Regions from separate parts of the Mus musculus genome. Here region 2 is linked to region 1. A link is a contact called in public Hi-C data. All regions are on one chromosome and are shown on one strand. The core of a region is the stretch at or near the end of the contact, and the rest is flanking DNA. Distances in the headings are between cores, read along the strand shown. Region 1 has its middle 3.2 kb from the start of Mir3970. Region 2 overlaps Pten (phosphatase and tensin homolog).

The links. A called contact is a pair of places that touch in the nucleus more often than the background predicts.
Region 2: a Hi-C map of bone marrow-derived macrophages shows a contact between it and region 1, with 11 read pairs. The contact joins two enhancer-like sites. A contact is called at or near these places in 7 of 39 promoter capture datasets (the 3T3-L1 cell line, the C10 cell line, the HPC-7 cell line and 4 more), 1 of 484 Hi-C or Micro-C datasets (bone marrow-derived macrophages) and 1 of 115 datasets of contacts at active chromatin or transcription factors (CD8 T cells).

Annotation. Positions count from the first base shown.
Region 1 is chr19:33,157,920-33,162,692 of GRCm38.p6, reverse strand. It overlaps the pseudogene Rnls. Among named protein-coding and RNA genes, the nearest start is that of Mir3970, 3.2 kb to the right of the region's middle. Within about 2 kb of position 2,587, at least 13 of the 459 cell types and tissues checked have an H3K27ac peak or open chromatin away from gene starts, as enhancers often do. A contact at or near this core is called in bone marrow-derived macrophages, where this site is marked.
Region 2 is chr19:32,776,528-32,781,300 of GRCm38.p6, reverse strand. All of the region lies in intron 2 of Pten (phosphatase and tensin homolog), which reads right to left. Among named protein-coding and RNA genes, the nearest start is that of Pten, 21 kb to the right of the region's middle. Within about 2 kb of position 2,005, at least 19 of the 459 cell types and tissues checked have an H3K27ac peak or open chromatin away from gene starts, as enhancers often do. A contact at or near this core is called in bone marrow-derived macrophages, where this site is marked.

The DNA.
Region 1 (4,773 bases), core at 1,338-3,837:
AACTGAGGAATACCAAATGGCTGAGAAGCACCTGAAAAAATATTCAACATCCTTAATCATCAAGGAAATGCAAATCAAAACAACCCTGAGATTCCACCTCACACCAGTCAGAATGGCTAAGATCAAATTTTCAGGTGACAGCAGATGCTGGCTAGGATGTGGAGAAAGAGGAATACTCCTCCATTGCTGGTAGGATTGCAAGCTGGTACAACCACTCTGGAAATCAGTCTGGCAGTTCCTCAGAATATTGGACATAGTACTACCAGAGGATCCAGCAATACCTCTCCTGGGCATATACCCAGAAGATGTTCCAACTAGTAATAAGGACACATGCTCCACTATGTTCATAGCAGCCTTATTTATAATAGCCAGAAGCTGGAAAGAACCCAGATGTCTCTCAACAGAGGAATGGATACAGAAAATGTGGTACATTTACACAATGGAGTACTACTCAGCAATTAAAAAAATAATTTATGAAATTCTTAGGTAAATAGATGTATCTGGAGAATATCATCTTCAGTGAGGTAATTTCTTCTTTTTAGTAAGTTAAGATGCAAGGTGGTGTCATCTTTAAGGACTGTTTTTTTTTTTTTTTTTTTTTTTTTGGTTTGGTTTGGTTTGGTTTTTTCCCTTCAGAGTAGTGAGTTGCCTAGACAAGCCACATCCACTTTTCAAATAGACTGGGCCTTTCTTTATATCAGCTTTTCATGTCTAGAACAAGATTCCACACAGAATCAACTTACAAGGAGAAAAGATTATCTTTTACAGCTGTTGAGAGTCCGGTGCAAGACAGATTAGTTTTACTGTTTTAGATTCAGGGTGAGCATCATGTCCTGGCAAGAGCATGTGTCAGAACAAACCACTTAATCCCAGAGAGTACAGAGGAAGGGGGGTGTGCTGGGGACTCAAAGTCCTCTCCAACAGCACATCTCTGGTCACCTCATAACCTAATATCTTAAAGTGTCTGCCACCTCCGAGCAAGACCATTCTGAGGCTCAATCCTTTTAACACATGGCTCTTTGGAGGACATTTAAGATCCAATCTATTACATGTTCCAAGCATGTCACATATTCACGTTATCATCTGTTGGATTGAATCTCTGAAATTAGACATTTCATTTGATACTTTAAAAAAGCCATTTGATCATTTTAATGAAGTAGATTGAGAACTTTATAATTTTAATAATTTTTAAATAAAATCTATAGCTTTGTTTAAGGTTACTCATAAGCTAGTTCTGAAAGCAATTTAAATCTATCACCCCTGAAAGACACTGGCTAGCTCACATCACAGCTGTAAATATGTAGCTTTCTAGCATAAGTGCTTTAAACTATAAATGTTAATTTTATTTATCATACTACATGTTTACTACATGTTTATCTCCATAATAAAATCACATTCTCTTCATTATCTTATCACGTGTATTGTGGCTTTTCTTCTTCACTTGTGCTTTATGATTTCTACATTTATAATAATGTGTTACAGTTATGGTCTTAAAACTCTGAAGTCAGAATGACATTGGTCAAAGAGATTGCAACTTTTAGCATCAGCGTCTTCATTGAGGCAAAACAATAGGAAAACTTACCCCATAGAGTTATGAAAAATGAACACTGAGAAATCCATGAAACACGCAGTGCAGACACTGCACAAAGCAACTTCTCCATCATCACTGACCATGGTGGTAAGGACAGGAAGAGGTGCCACAGAGGGCTATAGAGCTGTAGCCACTGCCAGTGCTTCTTCATTACCTCTCAGCAAACCCCTCTTCCTTTCATTTATTTAATTCTCTTCTCTTTTGAGAATTTCTCTCTTCTCGTTTCATATATATAAGTAGTTCCAAACTGGGATGTTTCAGAACTGATTTGGTGTCAGGGGCTTTGACACTTAACCAGGGCCTATGTACTGACTTGTTTTGTGTGTCAACTTGACACAAGCTGGAGTTATCACAGAGAAAGGAGCCTTCCTTAAGGAAATGCCTCCATGAGATCCAGCTCTAAGGTATTTTCTCAATTAGTGATCAAGGGTGGGAGAGGGTCCACTGTGGATCGTGCCATCCCTGGAATGGCAGTCTTGGGTTCTATAAGAAAGCAAGCTAAGAAATCCAGGGGAAGCAAGCCAGTAAGTAACATCCCTCCATGGCCTCTGCATCAGTTCCTGCTTCCTGACCTGCTTGAGTTCCAGTCCTGACTTCCTTTGGTGATGAACAGCAGTATGGAAGTGTAAGCTGAATAAACCCTTTCCTCTCCAACTTGCTTCTTGGTCATGATGTTTGTATAGGAATAGAAACCCTGACTAAGACACCTACAAGGAACTGTTGAACAGCATCAGAATAGGACATGTGACAGCAGTAGACCTCTGTCTTAGTCACCTTGTCACTTTTTAAGCTTGAAACTTCCCCTGATTTTTGCTACTCTCCGAAACTAGCCTGTACACTTTTTGGTGTTTGATTATTTAACATGTCTGTGCCCTGAACCAACATTGCCTGGCATAAAATTATGGGTACAAACCACTCTTGCTTATACATCATCTGTTCATAGAATTTTTTGCATACTAGACGATATCAACTAGGGCATGAGTCAATCTAGCAACAACAGGAAGGCTGGCAAGTGTCATTTTCAAACATTCCACTGAGTCATCTTCCATGTAGCTGGCCACTCACTTCAGTTCCTTTGATGAAGCATGTTAAAATATCATTCTGAGAAATCTCATCCTTAATTTAGGAATGTACAGTCACAGTTTAATTTAACTTTATACAGTTAAATATCTCCTCTTTTCACAAAATTCCATAATATATGAACTATTAAATGTTTGAACACATGTACATTTAATGAAGTCATTTTTTTCTCCAACACTGCTGGGACTCACCCTGCCCTTAGCCATTATCACACTTACTCAAAATTACTAAATTACTTTAAATGGTAATACTTCATAGGAAATGTTTAAATGTCTAATGAGAACAAAAGTCATATATTACATGTATGCATATTAATCTGAACCCAGAATTAATACTGGATGGTAGGTGCTGTTACATGGGTATGGACACACTAGAAGTAGGTCCTATTCCAGCAATATTTCTTGAAAATGATGTCTATGTGATCTATTTAGACTAAATATCAGTGTTATGCTATACAACTAACAAGTTCAGTTAATAACATCTAATTATACTACATTGAAAATTGGTAATATAAATCCATGTTTTCATTCAACATCTGTTGAGGTCTAACTGTGTGTTAGTCACTGTAATGGATTCTGAGGCACTGTCATCCTTCAGCAAGTTTCCATATAGTCAATCAGAAAGAATAACCACTCTGCATAGAGTCACATTGAAGTACAGTATGACACAAAAGATATGCAAAGTGCTATTTGAAAATACAGAGACAACTTGCAGAAGAAACCATAAGAAACAGCTTCTTAAAACAGAATTTTAGCGGAATATTGCAAGATGTTGAACTTAGACAGGAAAAGGCCATGAGAGTAGCAGTGTTCCAACAACTGCACAAACTTTTCCAGAGTTAAGCGTGCACTTGAGGAACAGTCAGTAATTCTGTTTCACAGAAAAGTAGGATGTTGCTAGAGTATGGGACAAGATCACAGGAACTATTCTGTCCCTGTCCCTGGAGAGGGCTACTGCTATGCCCTCTGACCTACTGCCACAGTCAGAAGACTACAACAGAGGCTCCATTTCAGTTCTCCAGTTCCTTACTCCACCCTTCCCTTGCTGTCATCTGTGGCTGGACTTCTTTGTATCATGATAGTCTAATGCTTATTCTCTCTCTTTTCTTCCTCCCTCCTCCCTCCCTGCTTCCACCCTCCATTTCTTTTCCCCTCCCTTCCCCATTTTTAGTCCCTTACTTGGTGTAAGTCACAGAGATCTATTTATAACTGACCCCCTCCTTTCTGGCTCTAAGAGACCTTAGATTCTCATCCATTGCAAAGGTGAGTTAAGGATTGCAAAACTCCAGGACAATTATGGTTCTAGGAAGCAAACTTAGAATTCAAACACACCCTACATAAAAGCTAGTCCTTTTCGAGCCTGTCTAACTGCTGGTGGTTTTTGAGTTCTAGCTTTTCCCCAATGGTGACAAATTGTCATCGAATTCTTTCTTCCTTGATGTCAGCTAGAGTAGTCATGGTTAGCATTTGTACTCTGATCTTAGACATTCCTCATGGACTGTTCCCATCTGATGCTCACATCAGTCCTGATATCCAGAAGGAAATACTGTCTCTGCTTTAAATGAGGATGTTCTGGTTTCTGATGCAAACTGTGCCTCTAGTGACATAACTACTAAACAGTGAAACAGAAACTGGTACACTTCACTTTAGACTCAGAGCCCGTGTTATATCCCCTCATGGGTGAGCTGGAAGTGGACCAGAAACATAAATGGACAGCCTTAAGCTATAAAATTTCTAACTGAAAACATAGGAGAAGATTAGTATGACCTTGGGTTTCATGAGCATTTTTAGATAGAATAGAAAGAGCACAAATTATTTAAAAAGGAAATGATAAATTGTATCTACTGAATATTAAAACCAATATATTTGAAAGGTACCATAAGGAGAATAAAAAGGCAACTGCAAAATAAAAGAAAGTGTTAGAAAAGCACATATCTGATAAATGTTTACTATCCCAAGTGTATAGTGAATTCACACAAATCAATAATTTAAAATAATACAAATGGTTCAATTGTTTTAAAGTGGGCAAAAGATTTGAAGAACATGACACTAAAGATACTTGCATTTAATCATGGGAGATTTACACAAGAACTATATTGTTGA
Region 2 (4,773 bases), core at 756-3,255, 380 kb after region 1:
GAAAAAAGATATTAAGGGAAGCAGCTTTAAGTAATGCCCAGTGGTGAAGTACCTAGTAATGACTGAGTTCAAACTCCAGACTGCATCCCTCCCCTGGTTAAAAAACTTTTTAAAAATTGAATTTTTGCTGGCCAGATCACCATAAGATTATACACAGAGCACTCTGAGAATATGGAACCAGGAGGACCTTGAGTTCAAGACTGGCCTTAGCTACACAGTGAGACCTTGCCTTAAATACAGTAACAAACAAAAAAGAAAAAAAATCAACTTTGGAATCTCACAGACACGGACTCAACTTCCAGCTTCTTGCTACTTCTAAGCTGTGGCAACTGAAGATTCTAATTTCTTTTAAGGCACTTATAAAAGTGAAATAGGGATTAGATTCCGTCTACAAACTTAGTAAGATGGTATATGCAAGCTCGTTATACAATAGTTAACAGATATAAATAGTAAATAAATAAATGTACAGAAAACAGTATCCGCTATTAAATAGCAAAGCTAGTTTGTGCCCATAACATTATTATTGTCCAACACACTAAATCTCCCCATGTGCAGGAAAGACAGCCAGCAGAAGGGAAGGGCAGCCAGGAGCTTTCAGGAGTGATAAAAAGGTTCTGGAATTTGGTATCGGTGGTGACTGCATTACCTCTGGCTATACTGTGAAAATATTAAATGTCACTCAAATTACAGTTTAAAACAGTGACTATTATGTTAACTCACTAATTTTTTTAAAATGGAAAAGAGGAAGGCAAAATGAGGAAAGGGGCAAAAAAATGTTAGAATGGAAAAACAGAAGTAATCTTTCCTGTTTATTATTATTATTATTAATTATTTCCTTTTTTTTTTTTTTGTTTTCCAAGACAGGGTTTTTCTGTGTAGCCCTGGCTGTCCTGGAACTCACTCTGTAGACCAGGCCAGCCTTGAACTCAGAAATCCGCCTGCCTCTGCCTCCCAAGTGCTGGGATTAAAGGCGTGCACCACCACCGCTCAACATTTTTTTTTCTTGATTTTCAATGAGAAAGAACTATTTGTTATTCTAGCATCATTATTGACTATCAATTAAAAATAAGACTTGAAAACATTATTCAGAGGGCCATTAAGTAATGAATAGGGCTGTGCAGAGTTGGTGCACGCCTTTAATCCCAGCACTTGGGAGGCAGAGGCAGGCGGATTTCTGAGTTCAAGGCCGGCCTGGTCTACAGAGTGAGTTCCAGTACAAACAAAGCTACACAGAGAAACCCTGTCTCAAAAAAACCAAAAAAAAAAAAAAAAAAAAAAAAAAGAATTGAACATTTGCAAAGTTTCTTCAGAAAGAAAATATATATGCCAGCAGTCAAGAAACAATAAGACTCTTGAACCTGTAACAGGTTATACATGGGTTTACAAAACAGTAATAGCTTTTTGTTAAATCATTATGTCACAAGACTGAGCTCTAATCATTTCCTTATAAAAGCTATAGACAAACTGGGCTTGATGGACACCCATAGGCAGGAGTGTAAAAATCATGAATTAGAAACCAGCATGGACTATACATAAGTCAGCCTGGGTCATATAGCATGCCTCCACCTCAAAACATATCAAACTTAGAACAATTCTGTACACATAACTTTTTCATTTTCAACATTTTCCAAATTGAGCTCCATGAAACACTGTCTAGGAAGATGAGAGTTAGCAAATTATAAAAGGAAACCAAGAGAAAACATAAAGGTGGGGAAAGGTCTACCTGGTGGCACTGTACTAAACATTTTGTGTAAAAAGTAGTTTGCCTCTGTTACATCTACATTTTCCTGAGTCATTGGGCAGAAGAGATTACAAGACAAGCTCCTTAGACACACTATGCCCCAGTCTGTTCACGACTGCTTAGATTTAAAGCCACAGAGCTTTCCCACCAGCCTAAAGGACACTGGAAAAGCACAAATCAAGCCAAGTGCTGGTGGTGCATCACCCCCTCTTCATTGCAAAAAATGAGGAAAAAAAAAAAGAAGGAAGCAGTTAAGAGGAACGACAACAACTACTGTGGGAGCCTCCGCAGTCCCTCCTGCCCTGCCTGCCCTGTCAGCTCACTCCTTAGATTAAAAAAAGCAAATCATCTGTAATTAGAAAGCAAATTCCAAGCCCAGTGTTCCTCCATTTCCATTTTTTACATGAATCCCAGATCTCAAATGAAGAAGCTAAATATTTTTCTCAAATTTTGTAGATCTCAGCTATGAAATTTTACTTATCATAGCACACTATATCTTCCAAACCTTTCTGCATAGGACAATTTAAGCATGAAAATATTTGCAATTTAAGTTTACCTCACTCCAGGTAACGCTATAGTACAATAGCAAAGATTTAAGTTTTATATATTTCTTGTTTGGGGGAAATATAAGAAAAATATGGAATTAGATAAAAGAAAAATAGTTTAAAATATCTTTTGGATACCCTACTAGACAAAGCAAAGAAAAATTAACTGCAAAAAAAAAGTTTATTAATAAGAAAGCAAACATGTTATAGTTTCAATCTGAAATCCTCCTCCCAGCCCGGTTGTGGAGCCTTTGGAAGTGAAATCTGGCTGACAGAAATCAGTCAGTCAGGGCAAATTATCTGCAGGTTTCTCTGGTTCCTGCTTCCTTTCACAGCCATGAGGAGTTACTGCCTCCACTCCTTCCACCATGAACTCTGCCCCAAACTCAGGAAGCCATGGATGGAGGGATGGAGGGCCTCTGCCCTCCCTCCTCACCCTCCACAGCCAGAAAGCCTTCTCAAACAATGAGGCAAACGAACCCCCTCTTACATCACCTGCTTCTTCTGGGCTATCTGGTGATATGAAAACAAAAATACTTGTACTGAGATGTTATCAACTTTAAAGCAAAAGGAAGCACTCACTATTGATTAAAACTAACATCACCAATATAGTGTGAACAAACTGAAGTAATCAGTTATTTAGATATTAGACACAAGTGTTCTTTGGAGAAGGCAATCCTAAAAGGCATTGTAATTCATTATTTGTAGGGGCTAATGTAATGGTGTTGGCTTTGATCCCAGTCCTCCGAGGCGGAGACAGAGAGGCAAATGCCTATGAGTTCAAAACAAGACAGTTCTACATAAGGACTTCCAGGCTAGCCAAGGCTACTTACTTAATTCAGACCCTATCTCAAAAAAAAAAAAAAAAAAAGCAAACAAACAAACAAATCACAAAAAAGTTATTTTTAGTCACTTTAGTTTGTAGGAAAAGGCCTATCTTCCTTTCTAGTCACTATTCATACTTTACTATAAAAGTGGGTGGGGAACTGATAAACAGAAGTTATCCAGGCCTTAATGGTCATTTATCTTAACAAACAAACAACAAAAACCAAACACAGAACAGTTTTATAAAAACATTAAAGTAAGAAGCTAAAAGAACAAGCTAAATAATACAGATAGATTTCTTTAAAAGAGAGAGAACACCTAAGGCTAAATAAAAAAACTAGATAGATAAAGCTAGATAGAATTAATTTCCGTCTTAGTTACTAATTATAAAAATGAATGTGCAATTCTCTTAATTTGCAAGCAAAAGTATAGGAATCATGAAACCAGAAGACTCAGGACCAAACTAATTTTTCAACACAACATATTTTTGGCTAAGTTACTGTAGTATAAGGTCTAATAACCAGGGGTAAAGGTCTAGAAACTGGAATTGTAACCTTAAAGATAATCTAATCACCCTCACTTACTAATTCATACTTAAGAGAAATCAATATAAAATTAGCATGCCAGATTAGTCAAAAGAACATTACATGGCCAGAAAAGATCCCCTCCACTTAAAGAAAGAACTTGCTCCCCTTTTCAATACAGCTGAATTTGGTTTGGTTAAATTGGTCCTTGGCTGAATATAAAATTGATGTGAAATAGTGTATCTTATGAGGCATAACATGAAAGACATAAACAATTCTGCATCAAAGCAGAAAATAATTATCTGGCCAAACTGCCACTTAACCATACTCTGCAACTTTCAATGAAAAAATTTCCTCTCTTACTTTTTTTCTGTGGCGTATTTCATTTTCTCTGCATCATCACTGTGTTCCTATCGAGCTGTGTTCCTGTGGGCCTGCCATGCTAAGTATCCTTCCACTGTGTTCTACCTAATTATAAGAAGGCAAATGTATTTCCCTATTGTTAAAGGCTTTTAAACAGTTACCTCTAACAGGATAACCTAAGGTTTAATGGAAACTACAAAGCAGTAAGGGGTTTGGTGTTAGTTTTGGTAGACTTTTATAGATGGTGAAATTTAAACCTGAACAAAACATAAACAATATTATAATAAATTATCCAAACAAGCACAATTTAAAACAGTAAAAATTAGCCACTTAGGAAACTGACTACTAGCTCATCTAAAGACATAAAGTCATGCAGTACCACAAAAGCATCCTACATCTGCATGACACTCTAAGTTACAAAGCACTCTCCCACCTATTTAAATCTGCATAATCACACATAGTTAAAAGCACCAGGAAAGATGCTCACTTATGAGTAAAAAGGAAATAATCCAGAATTTTAACTTTTAAATTCATTAAAGTACTTCAGAACCAGCATAGCAAATACAGCAAGACTCAGTATTAATGAATTGTTAAAAACTATGATAGTTTGCAACAAAAATTTAATGTTCATTTACTCATACAATTGCATTTTTATTCTGAAACTAAATTTTTTAAGTGGGCCTTGAGAAACACTTTTCTGAACTAAGCAACAATCACACTTGGAAATTTTGTAAAATTATGATACTCTTCATTTACTCTTTTGAATGAATGTCCA